Linked DNA regions of Mus musculus: regions 2 and 3 are each linked to region 1. The links are chromatin contacts, called in public Hi-C maps. All regions are on one chromosome and are shown on one strand. Each heading gives the region's core, a stretch centred on a gene start, on an enhancer-like site or on the middle of the called end of the contact. The rest is flanking DNA. Distances are from core to core; before and after follow the strand shown.

Region 1 (4,727 bases), core at 717-3,216:
ATTCTCTCTGATAACTATGACCATTTTCCTAACAAAGTACAGTTGATTCTTTTTTTTTTTTTTTTTTGGCCTGGCACAGGGGGCCAGGGAACTGTCCCAGATTTGTAATGACAGCCTGAACAACACTAGCATAACAAAGACACAGAGCATCACTCTCTCTAGACTTATGCCATTTTGCTAATTTTTTTAATGTATGTTCTTCTTTTGTTCCATTTTACAAAGAACATAAAACTTTGAAAAACACTCACTTGTCACACACTGCCACGAGGCAAGGATTTTCCTGTCTGTGGAAAGAACAGACACACAGCTGACAATAGCACAAGCTAACTGGGAAGGGGTGTGAGGGACCACTGACATGAACAACTCTCAGAAAGGAAGTGTCTTAGGGTTTCTATTCCTGCACAAACAGCATGACCAAGAAACAAGTTGGGGAGGAAAGGGTTTATTCGGCTTACACTTCCATGCTGCTGTTCATCACCAAGGAAGTCAGCACTGGAACTCAAGCAGGTTAGGAAGCAGGAGCTGATGCAGAGGCCATGGAGGGATGTTCTTTACTGGCTTGCCTCTCCTGGCTTGCTCAGCCTGCTCTCTTATAGAACCCAAGACTACCAGCCCAGAGATGGTCCCACCCACAAGGGGCCTTTCCCCCTTGATCACTAATTGAGAAAATGCCTTAGAGTTGGATCTCATAGAGGCATTTCCTCAACTGAAGCTCCTTTCTCTGTGATAACCCCAGCTGTGTCAAGTTGACACAAAACTAGCCAGTACAGGAAGGGTAGCCATCCTCTACCATACTGCATGGAGACCTTCCATGTGAAAGGAAATGGAAAGACCTGGTGAGTCTGGAATGAGATGACTGGTCCACCTTACAATGACAGAGCTAAAGCAAGAGGTCCAGGAAATCAGTAGAGACTTGGGATCTAGAGATCTTGACTTAAAACTACAAGTCTGAATTGATCAACTGGACAATGATGGGCCTCATGTAGGAGATGGATAGAAACAGCACAGGTCTAGTTTCTGGGATGAAGCAAGGATGGCTTTCTCAGCAGGGGCTACACGGAAGGGAGGACAAGTCTAGGAACTGGAGGTTTTGTCCCTTCCTCCTGTCTCATGTTCTTGGTTCCAACACCACTGGTATCCATGTAGGCTTTTGGAGAGCATCGTATTAATCCTTGTCATAAACACAAGTTAAAACATGTTCCTCTCTTCCCTGTGGCGGTTACATGGTACTTTAACTCTTCCTTGCATATTTTTCATTTTTCATTTTCTCAGGGGTTCCCTATGACCCCTGCTACATTCCCTTGTTCATGTCTTCTTAGAACCACAGGCCCTTTCTGGAAGCAGCCTCAGCATTTCACACTTGGAGTTAGAATAAGATTTACAAGAATAGGACTGTGTGTGCTTTCAGTTTTACGCTTTGTACACAACACATAACTATAGAAGTATTCAATACGCTTTTGAGTAAACAGTGAGTGGATGAGTGGAAGGGGGTGAACATCAAGGAAAACTCATCTCTTATTAATGTGAGTTTGGCTTTGCCACTTAGGAAAACTTTCCCCCTGCTCAGCTTCCTCTACCAGTAATAGACCAAGGAGCAGTGGCCCTTTCCTGCCCTAGAGGAAGCTTGGCTGAGGGACAAAAGACGCGGGGAGCTGTCACTGGTTGCTGTCTTTGCTACCCAGAATGAATTGTGCCAGCATCAGGATGCCAGCTCTGATTAAATTCTTTTGATTCTGGGCTTCCCTCTGACAGAGATGAGGAAAGGGTGTTGGTTCATCCCACCACTGCAGAAAGGGAAAATAAACACAGTTTTCATTTATTAGAGACCAGTATAAGAAGCAGCCCTTCAGAACTCTCTGACATGGCCTCATTACAACATAACAACGTGTTGAGAAAGAGCCCATCACTCTTTCCTACTTCATTTGGCTCCCACCATGACCACACAGCTTTTCAAAAACCCCAGCGCTGTGTTTTCCAAAATCCACTTGGAACTCCATCACAGCCTCCCCTTCCCTCTCAGCAGCTCCAACCCTCAGCTTGAGAATTAAGGCATGAAACACATGGAAATACAATGTTCCAATCCATCTAATTAATGCATTAAGTCCCTCATTTACATAGTACAAATTTCCCTTTATGCTTTCAGTTGCTTGGCAATCGCTTGCCTCAAGAAAATATATTAGCAGCTAAAACGCTGCTTAACAATAAGAGAAATAACAAAGACATCAGCCATCTTTCAGGAAAGCATATTTCAGAAAGGAAAGGAAAGATCCATCATGGGAAGGGGCTTCAAATCTTTAAGGAGCTCAGGAACCAGTTTTAGAAATTGATGTGAGAAAGTGAGTAACGTGGCGTTCCTTATTCTGGCAGGCAGGAGGGACGTCGTTTAAGGTCTGTGGAGCAGATGCTGCCCTCAGATCTGCATAGCCGTTCCTCAAATATGCCTGCCCGATGAAGGCCATGCGGAGGGAAGCCAGGAGGTCAGTCAGCGTGCTTCCAGCATTAGTCCTAGGAAGGGTCTCACTGTCCCTCAAACCTGAGTACTCCAAAACCAAGGTAGACGGTGAACCAAATCGGTAACCAGAAAAAGTGCTATCAAGCCATACTGCATCACTGTAAATAGACAGATGGAGGGACAACTTTGATCCTAAATTAATCCCAGCTTGTGCCAGTGCACCACACACTCCTCCATTGCTGGGGAAGCCCCAGCTAAGTGGAGGCAAAACTACAGCCGTTAATATCTCTCCATGGGACTCTGCTTCCTCGGGATGAATCGAAAGGATGTACCAGAAGTACCCAGTCCAGGCAGAAGGGCAGTGTGAAGTTTCTGATTTGGAAATATAAGAAAACTTGTGAGGACCAAGCAGCAATTCCATCCTAACTCCTGAGAAGGCAAGTGAGTTCCTGCCAGGCTCAGAAAAATATATATATAGAAAGGGCATTTCAATTCCAGGCTGTAAAATGTTTCCTGAACACCTTGGAGTGCCACCTCAGCGGATCACTCACCCTCGTTCATGGCATCCCAGATCAAAATACATTTCAACAGTCTCTCTGCCAAACGATAATGTTCTCTGCACTGTCTAACAGTTGTGTGTAACACATCAAAATATCAAGAAAGGGCTTTAGATATAAAGTCCCTTTTCCAAGAGGAAGACAGGGGTATATGACCAAAATGCCTTACATATGCTCGCACGATTATCAATAAACAGATGATTTTCAGAAATTCATTTTGCTATTTATTAAATACTGAGAAACCTGAATGTTAACCACCACTTTTTTTTTTGAGATGAATTCACAATATTGAAACCATGACTTGATGAAGATCTCATGACATGACGGGCCGAGCATGATGGCTCAGCCTACAACCTCCACATTCACCAGAATGAAGCAGGAGAAGTCAGGACAGAATAAAATCAACCCAAGCTACAGAGTGGGGGTACAGGCTATAGGCTAGACACACACACACACACACACACACACACACAACACAACACCAAAACAAGAAATTCATAAAGTCAAAGTATATCCATATTCTCTCAATTCCAAACCGAAGCTCCAGAGGAGGAATACATTAGCACATCATATCAAATCATACTAAATGTAAACCACTTATCCTTGTGGGAGGAGATCAGATGCACAGTGTATAAAAGCCGTGCACAGCGGCCTGCTTTCCGACTGCATCTCTGTATTGGAATGGACATTTTCTCAGAATGTTACTCTTTAGCAATTGCTATATTTACAACTCCTGATAAAAATTAAAAACAAACAAGTGAATCTGAGACAGGAAAGTAAAAGAAGCTATGATGTCTCAATTGGTATATATATATATAATGCCAGGCCAAAATAAACAATTGTAACAAACTGGAAGAAATATCCATAGCCAGTTCCTGATTTGTTACCCCAGTTAGAAGATATCTCCTTCGAAGCCAATGTTCTGAGGCACTTTATAAATAGCCCTTTTTCTTCATGGGCTGGGTAGCATCTGCTGTCTAAGATGGCCTGGTTTTTTGGGACTGCTGTGAGGGACAGCTTCCAACTTCTAAACCCAGGCAGCAAGCTGTGTGAGGACATGTTTCCCAGGGAGGTTGACAGGTTGTGGTGGAAAGTTCCCAGGCGCTAATTTCAGAGTCATCTCCACTCTTTTTCTGAATCTTCATATCTGTGCAGGTGCCAAGCACTCTCTGGGGAGAATGTGAGCTACTTTTCTCTTTCATGTGACCAAATATCTGACAAGGAACGATATAAAATCAGGTTCATTTTGTCCCATGGTTTGAAGACACGGTACATCTTGGAAGGGAAGGTTAGGTAGGTGGAGGCAGCTGGCCTGCAGCTGTGGCACTGAAGCTGCCACATCTGGGTGGATGAGGCAACCGGGGTAGGACAGGAAGTGGGGCTAGACTATAAAATCTTAAAATTTACCCACTCTGACCTACTTGCGCCAGCTGGACCACAACCCCTAACAGTAACACAACCTCCCAAAACAGTGCCACCAACTAAGGACAAAACATTCAGACACATGACCTGTGACAGCCATGCCACACTGAAACTGGCGGGATGTCTGTATTGCTGGCTTTTTTCTATAATAACCATAGGTGCCAGGGTGTCTTTAAATTTCTTCTACAGCACTGAAAGTGGTCCCCTAAGGAGCATCCATTTTAACTTACCATCTCTTCTACATTGCTGATACACATAGCTCTGACTTTGCCAGGCCTTGGTTAAAATTTAACAGA
Region 2 (4,727 bases), core at 838-3,337, 390 kb after region 1:
TACTTCCATCTCAAGGACTCTAAGAGGTGGGCCATGTGTGCTTTGCTTTGACATGGAGCCCGGGTACTGCCTTGGAGCCCGGACAGCACGGCCATAAACCAAAAACCAACGTGTAAGGCTCAATCAGGGAGGGGGAAGGGGCACTTATGGGGCCTGGGGAATCTGACCTGCCTTTCCTAATGAGAATTCTCCAATAACCTCAGTGGTGATGGACTTACAGCCTGTTTGACCTTTGGCTTTTCAACTTCTAGGTCAGATTTGGCTCTCTGCTCTTCTCCTAAATGCTTTCCCTGTGTTTTTAATAAAAACGTGGTAATATAGCAGCTGAGTCTGCTTAAAACATCTCCCAAAGCAGACGGACTCTCCCACAGCTCTGCGCTGCGCTTTTTATTTCCAGTACCTCTGCAGTTCTGCCCCAGCACTTCACCGGAGGCCTGCCCTCTCCCTCTGTGCTCTAGCTGGTCCTTTCACAACAATGGCCCCTTTGTTCCCCGCAGGAGAGGGACTTTTGATTCCCTGCTGCATAGCTGTGTGGTAGTGAAAGGCTCCCCACCACTCACCAGTCAGTCACCTCCCACCTGTCTCTGTCCTCTCAGAAAAACCAAAGCATTATCTATTTCCTTCCTGCATCCCTACTATGCTCCAGGGGCAGCAAGCAGCCTTGACCTGCCGTGGCAGCCAGCACCTCCTCACTCCTCCACACATCTGCGCTTCCCGGCTGACCCGGCCTCCAGGCAAGCAGGGTTCTTCTGTACCTAATACCCATCTAATTTGATCTTGGTGTAAAGGGTGGAGCTGGGACTCTGTGGTGAGTGTCCCGTAATGATGCAGTACGTGGAGTGAGGGGTCTAGGGAGTTTGCTGCAGAGCCCTGGCAAGAGAAGGAGTGAGTGAGTGAGTGAGTGAGTGAGGACTAAACACTAGAGATCTTTGAAAACCTTACTGAACCCGAGGTCCAAGTGATAAGTCCAGTGTGCACGGCAGGAAACGTGGAGGCAGGGGCCGGCCTGGTGCGCAACCTTCTCCTAAGATGCTGCTGCGCCATCCATAGCCTACCGTGTCCTCCCCGGGCTCTGCAGAGGCCTGAGTGGCTGGGTGCATGGCTTGGAGGTCCGCGTGGGGCCGCGGCAGTCCAAGTGGGGATCTCCTAGCAGTCTTCCAGCTTCCGGGGAGGGTCTGTGGTCCCCAGGGTCGGAAAAGCTACAGACTACAAAACTGTCCAGATCCAGGCTCTTCCAGGAGGCATCCTGCCCCCACAGCCAGGCTCAGGCAGTCCCTGCGTGCCCAAGAACAAGGTGCGAGTTCCCTTGGGAGGCGCAGGTCTCAGGCCTCAGACCTTGTAGTAAATGTTGGCAGGACTCTGTGGGGGCATCTCCTGCACGATGTACACCGGGTGCCCATAGTCCCCGCTGACCTTCTCGTAGTGCGGGCAGAAGACGCTGTCTGCAGTCCTTAGTGGTATGATAACGTCACTGGGCTCCGAGCCATTGTTGTTGCCACCTCGCTTGGGCGTGGCCAGTGTGCTGAGAGACAGCGTGGTCGTGTGCTGTGGAGAGTGTTTGCGGTGTCTCCTGCGGTACTTGAGCAGCAGCACCACCAAAGTGATGATGATGACGATGAAGATGATGCATCCTGATGCGATCCCTGCGAATAAGGCCACTTCGGAACCCAGGAGATTGTTCCCGGAATGCCCCGCGCTGTTGCCATCGGTGCTAGAACCTGCACAGGAGCAAGAAGAGCCAGTTACCAGAGTCCTGGGTGTGCCCTGTTTCTTGCAGAAACCCCGAAATGTAATAATTAAGCATGTCCAACGCTCAACCCTCAGAGCGAACTTGACAGACAGGGCAAAGGAGCCTCAAGGTCCAATGCTCATACAATCCCCAACTGCTTCCTTGTCTGTGTCACCGGCAGCAGAATGGCGAGACAGCCAGCAAGCCCTGGGCCGTCCTAGCCTCTGCACTTCCCGGTGATGCACCAGGCTCGGCTGGAAAAAAGGCACACGCAGCTACTCCAGAGCATGGTGCAGCCCTGGCCTGGCCTGCTCTTCCCTCATGCTGGAAACTGGGTGTTATATGTCCGTCTTTAAACGCCCGCCTTCCACAGAAGCCCTGCCTACCAGCAGCGATGCGCCAGAAAGGAAGGAGTGATGGGACCCGGGAAAGGCTTCAACTCGTAACTCGGTTGTATTATTTGATTTACACTTAAAATATATTTGGAAGGCAGCAGACGCTCTGGCACCGAACAGACTGCTAACCCAAATGTTAGCACTAAAGAATTGCCTGGCACCATTATACTATCCATTTATCAATTTGTCACAAGAATTTGACACATCTTGTCATTGAAAGTTGGGGGGGGGGGAACCTTCCTTTCTTGACTCTTGGAAAGAGACAGAATATTACCATAAATCCAAATTCCCATCACCTCTATCCAGCACACAGATCCCTAGTCCAAAAGTGCTGGTGTGTGTGTGTGTGTGTGTGTGTGTGTGTGTGTAGAATCCTCAGCGCACTGACTACTCCTTACAACGACATCAGCACACGGAAGCAGGGCTGTTGAGAAAATGAGCCGATTTTTACAGAGCATGGTGTCCTTTGGTTAGTAAGCCCTATAATATTTTATTTTTTATACACAGAATGTGAAAAACATTAAGAACAGCCACCTGGAAGTTATGACATTAGGCAGCGTTTTCTAAAATTCAGAAAAGGATCGTTTGAGGCTCTTTGTGGATTAGATGTAATTAGACAGGGATTAGGGCACAAATTATATATACATTAAATCGGCTTTGGGATGGTGTCAGCAGTGAGCAGGAGACAGCATCAGCCAATGAAAACCCGTCTGGTGGAGCGTCACTGGTAACTGACACTTCTGGCGAGCTCTGTTACTGTAACTGTAAGACTTTGATGGGAATAAATTAGTCTGTCTTATTGGCCAAGTTAATACCGGCTCACTGAGCGCAGCGCGCAGGCAGCACGGCTGAGGTGAACCCCACCAGTGCAGACGTGCTCTGAGGATTCTCTCAAGGAGCCACACAATGCACCCCACAGACTCACACACATACACCACACCACTGTACCTGGATTTGGCTTCACAAAGGGACTTGTTGTTGAACTTCTCCCATTTGTACCAGCTTCTAGCTCTGGACGTCTTGTTGGACCGTGATTCCTGGCTGATCCAGCAGAACTTGCATCTATATGAAGAACAAGTGATTAATCATGGCACAGACATCTGACTATAGCTAGCTTCAGAGCTGCACACATATCTCAAGAGGCACGAATAGCAACGAACATAAGACTCTTTATGCAAAACACTGTGAAATACAAGAATATAATCTTCCTTTTTAATCAGAACAGTTATCCTAGTTATTTTGGAGGTTTAGATTGGGAGGCCATCTGTGGAAACTATAGGGATTCTTGCATTTGGCAGTCAAAGCATTGCAGATGACATTTCAATTTAACTGAGCAAGTTGATTGACTACTATACCGGTTTCTAATTAGAAGAATAATTCTTTCTTTCTGCACAATAGGTTATTCTACATGGAAACATGGTTCTTTGGTTGTCCAGATTTGAAAATGAAACAAAGCTGCAGAACCACTGTTTACATACTGGAGACTTTGATTTTTCAAAGAGGTGTTCTGCATTGTAAAGAGAAACATGCATATCTGTGGTAACACAGAGACACTCTGTCTTGCTGACCTGAACTTTTAGAGAGATCTCCAATAAGAAATGCTGAGTATTTCACCTTGGGGGACACTCTGCCAGTGGTTCAAAGTGCAGAGAAGGGTCTGCCTTCAAAACTAAAAGGAGGGGTGACAATGAGCGTCACCTGGTGCCACACTAGCTGGGGACACACCAGGTCACAGTGGCTTCACAAAGAAGCAGATGATCTTTACCTTGTCCAACTTTCATGAGGATCTTCATGGCTCTTGTCTGGCACACCCCTCCCTCCTGGTTATCCAGGCCCTCCAAAGACCCATTTGATGTAGCTGATTAAAAATAAAATGGACAAAACAAAAAAATAAAGAAAAATCAGGAAATCAATAGGCAAGATTACATGAACATGAAATGTCTGAAACCAATTTGAAAAATAAGAATTCACTCTTTGTCACAAGTTCTCTGAATGTATGGGATGCTGAAAGCCAAAAAGAAACAGAAACAGAAACAAAGAGAAATGGATCCTGGAAACATTGCTGCACGTATGCTACCTGCTTCTAAATGGGCTTAAACCCTCCCTTTCCCATGCACATCCGATTTAGGATTCCTCGACAGGTAAAAGGGACAGCATCCTCCAAATGCCTACGGACTGAGAGGGGTCCAAAAGCAGAAAGCACAAAGGAGCTAACCCGGTAATTTCAAAACTCGGCAATCATCTCCCAACACCTGCTTCCTCCACTCCAGACTTCCTGCTTCAAGAACAATTAACTTGATGCTCTGCTTGTCAATCGTCCAAGTTCTGCAAACACTGGCAGGGAAGCCTTCTCATACGCCCTTGCTCTTTTCTCCAGCCTGGAATGTACTGAAGGAGCATCCTACAACTCTGGTCTTCTGAGTCTGCCTTCTCACTCTGTAAATGCCAGCAAGCACGTGTTATCAGCAACCCCCATGAGCCTTTTCAGCAAGGCTTTCTGCTGGAGGAAACACTAGCTGGACAGAAGTTAGCACACTCACTTTCCCATCTGGGCCCCATGACAACTCGGCTACAACCAGGTGGGGGAACCACCTTATCCCATA
Region 3 (4,727 bases), core at 881-3,380, 260 kb after region 1:
TTAAAATGGCTAAATAGAAACACTGGTCAAAAAAATATGTGGGATAACGCATAATACAAAACAAAGAATCACATTTTAACCTCCATATGGTTCCCTAAGGTGTGAAAATCAAGGCCCAAATTTCAAACACTGTCTAAAAATTCATTTATAGAGGCTTAAATGGTAACAGACTTTTAGGTTTTAAAAAATTCTCATTCTAGGGGGAAGAGGAAAAAAGCCAGCAGCATTTTTCACATACGCCCCTGTTGCCGTGGAACAGAGCCTGCCAGGTAAAATTAATTGTGTCATTGTATTATTTTCTAATTAAAATGGGAACAAACAAGTAAGATAAAAGCCAAAAATAAGTGAGAGAAATCTGGACCGTTAATTGTTTCTGGCTCCAACTAATTTTTAAATGTCTCAGGTTAAGAAACGAGCACACGTTTAATTCTGACAAAACCATATTTCCTAGCCAGACATCAGAGCTCATGGCTGCAATCCCAGAACTCTGGAGGTGGAGACAGGAGGGTTTCCACAACTTGAAGCCAGCCAGCCTGGGCTACTTTGTAGTGGTTTTCAGACCAGCCTGTGACTCTGTGTAAGATCTTGTCTCAAACACACACACACACACACACACACACACACACACACACACACACCACTTTCTCTGCTAGTCACCAAATTAACATTCCAAGCACTGGGAGAAGAATTTGAACCAAATTTTTGGAAGCAGACAGGAAATGCTAATTTTAAAAGCTATTTATTAACATAAACTTTAATCCCAACACTTGGGAGGAGAGGCAGGTGGATCTCTGAGTTCCAGGCTAGCCTGGTCTACAGAGTGAGTTAGTTCCAAGATAGCCAGGGCAATACAGAGAAAAACTCTTGACTTGAAAATGGATCGTCTATTTTAAATAACAGGGGGACTTTTGACCTGTAATGCTGTTTTTGTCAGCTCATTGAATAATTCCTGATTGATTATCCTTTTTTTTTTTTTTTTAATTCCCTGAAGGAGTACTGCTTCCCCCAAGTAGCTGAGACTGGTTTAATAAACACTTGCAGTGTGAATGTGGGTGAGCTTTTCTATTGATGCTTTAACTTCACTTCAGGTTAATCAGCCCACGTCACTAGCGCAAACATACTTGAAACACTAAAATGAGAATGGACCTGACAGGCCCGTGACGTGTACACAATGATTTTACAATTGCTACTTAAAACTAAGTTCCTTTGGTCAGGGTCATACTTTAGATATGTTACCTATATTGTTAGGTTCCACAAAAGAACACAGGGCTCATAGCAACAGGGGCAGAATAAATGTCTCCATGAGATTCCAAGGGCATTAGTCACTTGATAGCTTGTGTGGTGCACAACAAAGCCGGGGCCAGCTAAGTCCTTTCGGATACACAGAAGGAAGGGCTCAGACAAAAGGCTGAGGCTGCCGCCTGATATCCAAGAGCAAATGACAACTCTTAAAACTCTCCCTGCTCTGAACTGCTCAAGAAAATATGAAAGTAATTTTCAAAGAGCATGGCTTGACGCTTCTCTCCTAAAAGAAAATCCTCCCCAGAGTCTCTGATTAAAGAAGGGCGTAATCACTCTTTCTGATTCACTCTGATTTCACCTCAAAGGGGACCCGAGGTTTCTTTATACCAAGTTGACTCTTACTTCAAACCAAAGGCAGAAGAGAGGGAAAAAAAAGTCAAGTCAGTTTGAGCAGCCTCTCCCAAAAAGCTCAGAACGTCAGGTTATTTATAGGTGTTAAACTGAACCTTTAAACACAGAAATTGCCAGCCTCTATCTGACGCAGCGTGTAAGACAAGGACACAGGTCTTGTGCAACTCTGAGGTGGGTTAAATAACTCAGACACAAAATTTATGTGCCTCGTGCCATCACGGCTTCTGACCCAATGCTGTATAGTCTGTAGTGAACGTGAGTGGCGCGCACATGTGTGTGTGTGTGTGTGTGTGTGTGTGTGTGTGTGTGTGAATGAATGTGTGATATGTTGTATGTAAAGAGTCCAAGGCAAGAATCAGTATCCTGTCCTGCCCATAGATGCACAAGCACCCAGCATCCAGAGGGTAAGGTAGTGTGTTCCTTGATGAGCGCTCTGGGAACAAGCCCAGCCTGGAAAGGGTTGAGAGCATAGGGCTGCCAGGCCAGCTCACACTCCCGAGCCAGTGAGCCTGTCCAACTAATCGGCCGGGTTTGTTTGCACAGCTTTGCTGGAGCGTTTGCAGGGATGCACCCCCAGCTCCCCGCAGAGCCTGAGAGAGAGTGGCCAGCCAAGATACCAGCGGGACCAGGATTCACCTGCATGCCCAGATACGGGCAGAAAAAACATAGCACAGTTTGTCCAAACAGCCCTGGGCGCTGCAGGATGGCTGTCCCCGAGGTCTTCCCCCAGCTTTGCTGCCAGGGGACACCAGCCAGGTTTATCTAAGGGCTGAGATACACTCTTTGAAATTCGCAGTCAGGCAGGCCTGCTGTGACCCAGGGAGGGACTTCTAGAGCTCCCCCGGGGAGCCAAGCTCTACCTGGAAACGCTTGGCAGACACATTCAATGAGGTTCCCACAGCCCACAGCCTTAGTCAGCACCTGGTCGGTGGAGTGACTCAGAAATTGGGAGCGAGGAGGGGCTTCAGGTTTTCTGAACCCACTGTCACGTACGTCACGTGATTAACCAAAGCATGAGCCTGCTCAGAACCACAGGCAGGAGCCATCTGCCTTTGTCTTGCCTTTGTTATCTTACAGAACCAGCACGGGGAGGAACAGCCTTTGACTTTCCAGATTCCCCCACCACCATCACCAACCCCCACCTCCAGCAGCAGGCTGGGTGATAACGTTTTTGATTAAGCTCTTGCACACATCAGCAAAGCCTAATTATGAAAGATCTAATAATATATCGCCGTGTTTCTCTGACAACCACGGGCGTCTCCTCTCAGCATCCTCCGAGCTATTGGAAAGGGGAGCAGACACTGACACCTCGCACTAACTGCACAGGGAGAGGGCCAGGCCTAGAACCTTCTGCACAGGACGATTGGGGTCTTTCTGCAACACCCATCTCCTGCAAGGGCAAACTTGGCTATACACAAAAAGGGATTTGTTTGATTTTGTTTTTTAAGTCGGGGGTGTGGGGTGGGGAATTAAGCGTTGTTTGGCAATTAAAATAAGTGGAATGAAGAATCATCTCATTAGCATTCCTCCAGTGGCAAAGGATGTTCAAACCTTGCGACCCTGGCGGTAAGATGCCTCACACTGCCGCTGCTTTATGTATAGCTAAAAATACATTCGGTGACACTTTAACCGGCAAGAGAAAGCACTCCGTTTCTCTATACATATGGAAATAAGCTCTCTCCGGAGACACCTGGAACAATGGCGGCAAAATCTATATCAAAAGAGACGCAGCCTCTGCACAGCTTTCCTTTGTGCCCAGAATGCTTGTGGCAGCCCTGAGTTCATGGATTTCTACCGTGGTGCAATTTAAAACAAATGATGCTTGCTTACCTCCAACCCCCACCTCCCTGCAGGCAGCTTGCCTGCGTGTGCAGGCAGTATACCAGGGGGTCCTTCACAGAGGAATTTGCCACATACACTTGACACTTGATCAAAGCAGGGGCATTTGTCTCCCTGAAACAAAACTGCAAACACCAAAGGCCCTGGCCCCATGATGCTCCTGGGTCTTCCTGCACAGCCTTTGTGACCACGGTTCAATTTTGTCCTCTGACAATCCTTCAAATTACACTTTCCAGGAAAAGAAAATAAAAAATCATGAGTTTTTTTTTTTTTCTGCAGAATTATGAGGGCATCCAGGAGACTAGTCTCATCTACTAAGTTCCAGGACAGTGGCAAAGAGGAGACTCTAGCCTCCCTAGACCTCTGGCTTGTAAGAGAATCCCTACCCGCTTGTCTCCTGTCTCCAATACCACCGGCCTGGTGACTTCTGGGTCCTGAAAACAACAGATTTGGCTACAGCTGGAGGACGTTTTCCCACTCTGGTGTCCAGCTGTGGACGTCATTCTGTGACCACGTAGCCAGGCTCTCTTTCATTTTATGAAGGTCGTGTGTCTTTTCATTTCCTCCCCTGATTCCCAGTCCTGAGGCTGGCTGCGTGGGCTGGTGGCAAAGGCCTTGCCTAGCAAGAACAAGGCCTGGCTTCCATCCTCAATATGGAGAAAGGGAAGAGGGAGGAGAGAGTCCTAGTGCAGCTCTTACATTTGATGTTACTTTCTCTGTCCTGTCTCCATCATGCCGCTCTTCTTTCCTCCCCTACTTTTTCTCCAGTTGGACAAACAGCTGAAGTTCCCTGTACGTTATCATTATCAGGCCAGAGCTGCACTTGGTAAGCTTGGGCTTCTCCATTTCCCCCTGATAGATTAACAGTGTCTAGCCCAGAAACCATCTTTAAATTCCTGACAAGTTCCCAAGGCGAATGTGGAGTCTTGTTTTCCCCTAGGTAAGCTCACAGTCCATTAACCTACCCAGGGCAATGGGCACTGGCCACCCAGAGTCTCCCTGACAGCAAGGTAGAAATCATTTCTGTGATCAAGGTCTGATATCTCACCTCTAAACCTGTGTGGTGAGGGTGGCTGGTCTGCAGGAAGTGCCTCCGAAAAGGAGTTAACCATATCATTCAATTTCCTGTTGCTTTGTTTCTCTCCGCCTGATAAGCCTTTATCAGACCAAAATGAAACTTCGCTCTGATCTGGAGCTGGGCAGCTCGGTAGACACATACATACCTTTGATAGCTC

What was found. A called contact is a pair of places that touch in the nucleus more often than the background predicts.
Region 2: a Hi-C map of cerebral cortex shows a contact between it and region 1, with 4 times the contacts expected there. The contact joins two enhancer-like sites.
Region 3: a Hi-C map of cerebral cortex shows a contact between it and region 1, with 2.8 times the contacts expected there. The contact joins two enhancer-like sites. A contact is called at or near these places in 3 of 484 Hi-C or Micro-C datasets (cerebellar granule neurons, cerebral cortex and forebrain) and 3 of 115 datasets of contacts at active chromatin or transcription factors (embryonic stem cells and epiblast stem cells).

What each region holds. Positions count from the first base shown.
Region 1 is chr8:8,229,770-8,234,496 of GRCm38.p6, forward strand. No RefSeq gene overlaps it. Among named protein-coding and RNA genes, the nearest start is that of Gm31401, 150 kb to the left of the region's middle. Within about 2 kb of position 1,967, at least 23 of the 459 cell types and tissues checked have an H3K27ac peak or open chromatin away from gene starts, as enhancers often do. A contact at or near this core is called in cerebral cortex and forebrain, where this site is marked.
Region 2 is chr8:8,619,259-8,623,985 of GRCm38.p6, forward strand. It overlaps Efnb2 (ephrin B2), which reads right to left. Exons shown (of 5, transcript NM_010111.6): 3 at 3,890-3,982; 4 at 3,073-3,186; 5 at 1-1,718. The coding sequence ends at 1,330. Among named protein-coding and RNA genes, the nearest start is that of Efnb2, 40 kb to the right of the region's middle. Within about 2 kb of position 2,088, at least 26 of the 459 cell types and tissues checked have an H3K27ac peak or open chromatin away from gene starts, as enhancers often do. A contact at or near this core is called in cerebral cortex, where this site is marked.
Region 3 is chr8:8,486,546-8,491,272 of GRCm38.p6, forward strand. No RefSeq gene overlaps it. Among named protein-coding and RNA genes, the nearest start is that of Gm31135, 4.2 kb to the left of the region's middle. RefSeq lists an enhancer at 1,509-4,727. Within about 2 kb of position 2,131, at least 143 of the 459 cell types and tissues checked have an H3K27ac peak or open chromatin away from gene starts, as enhancers often do. A contact at or near this core is called in cerebral cortex and forebrain, where this site is marked.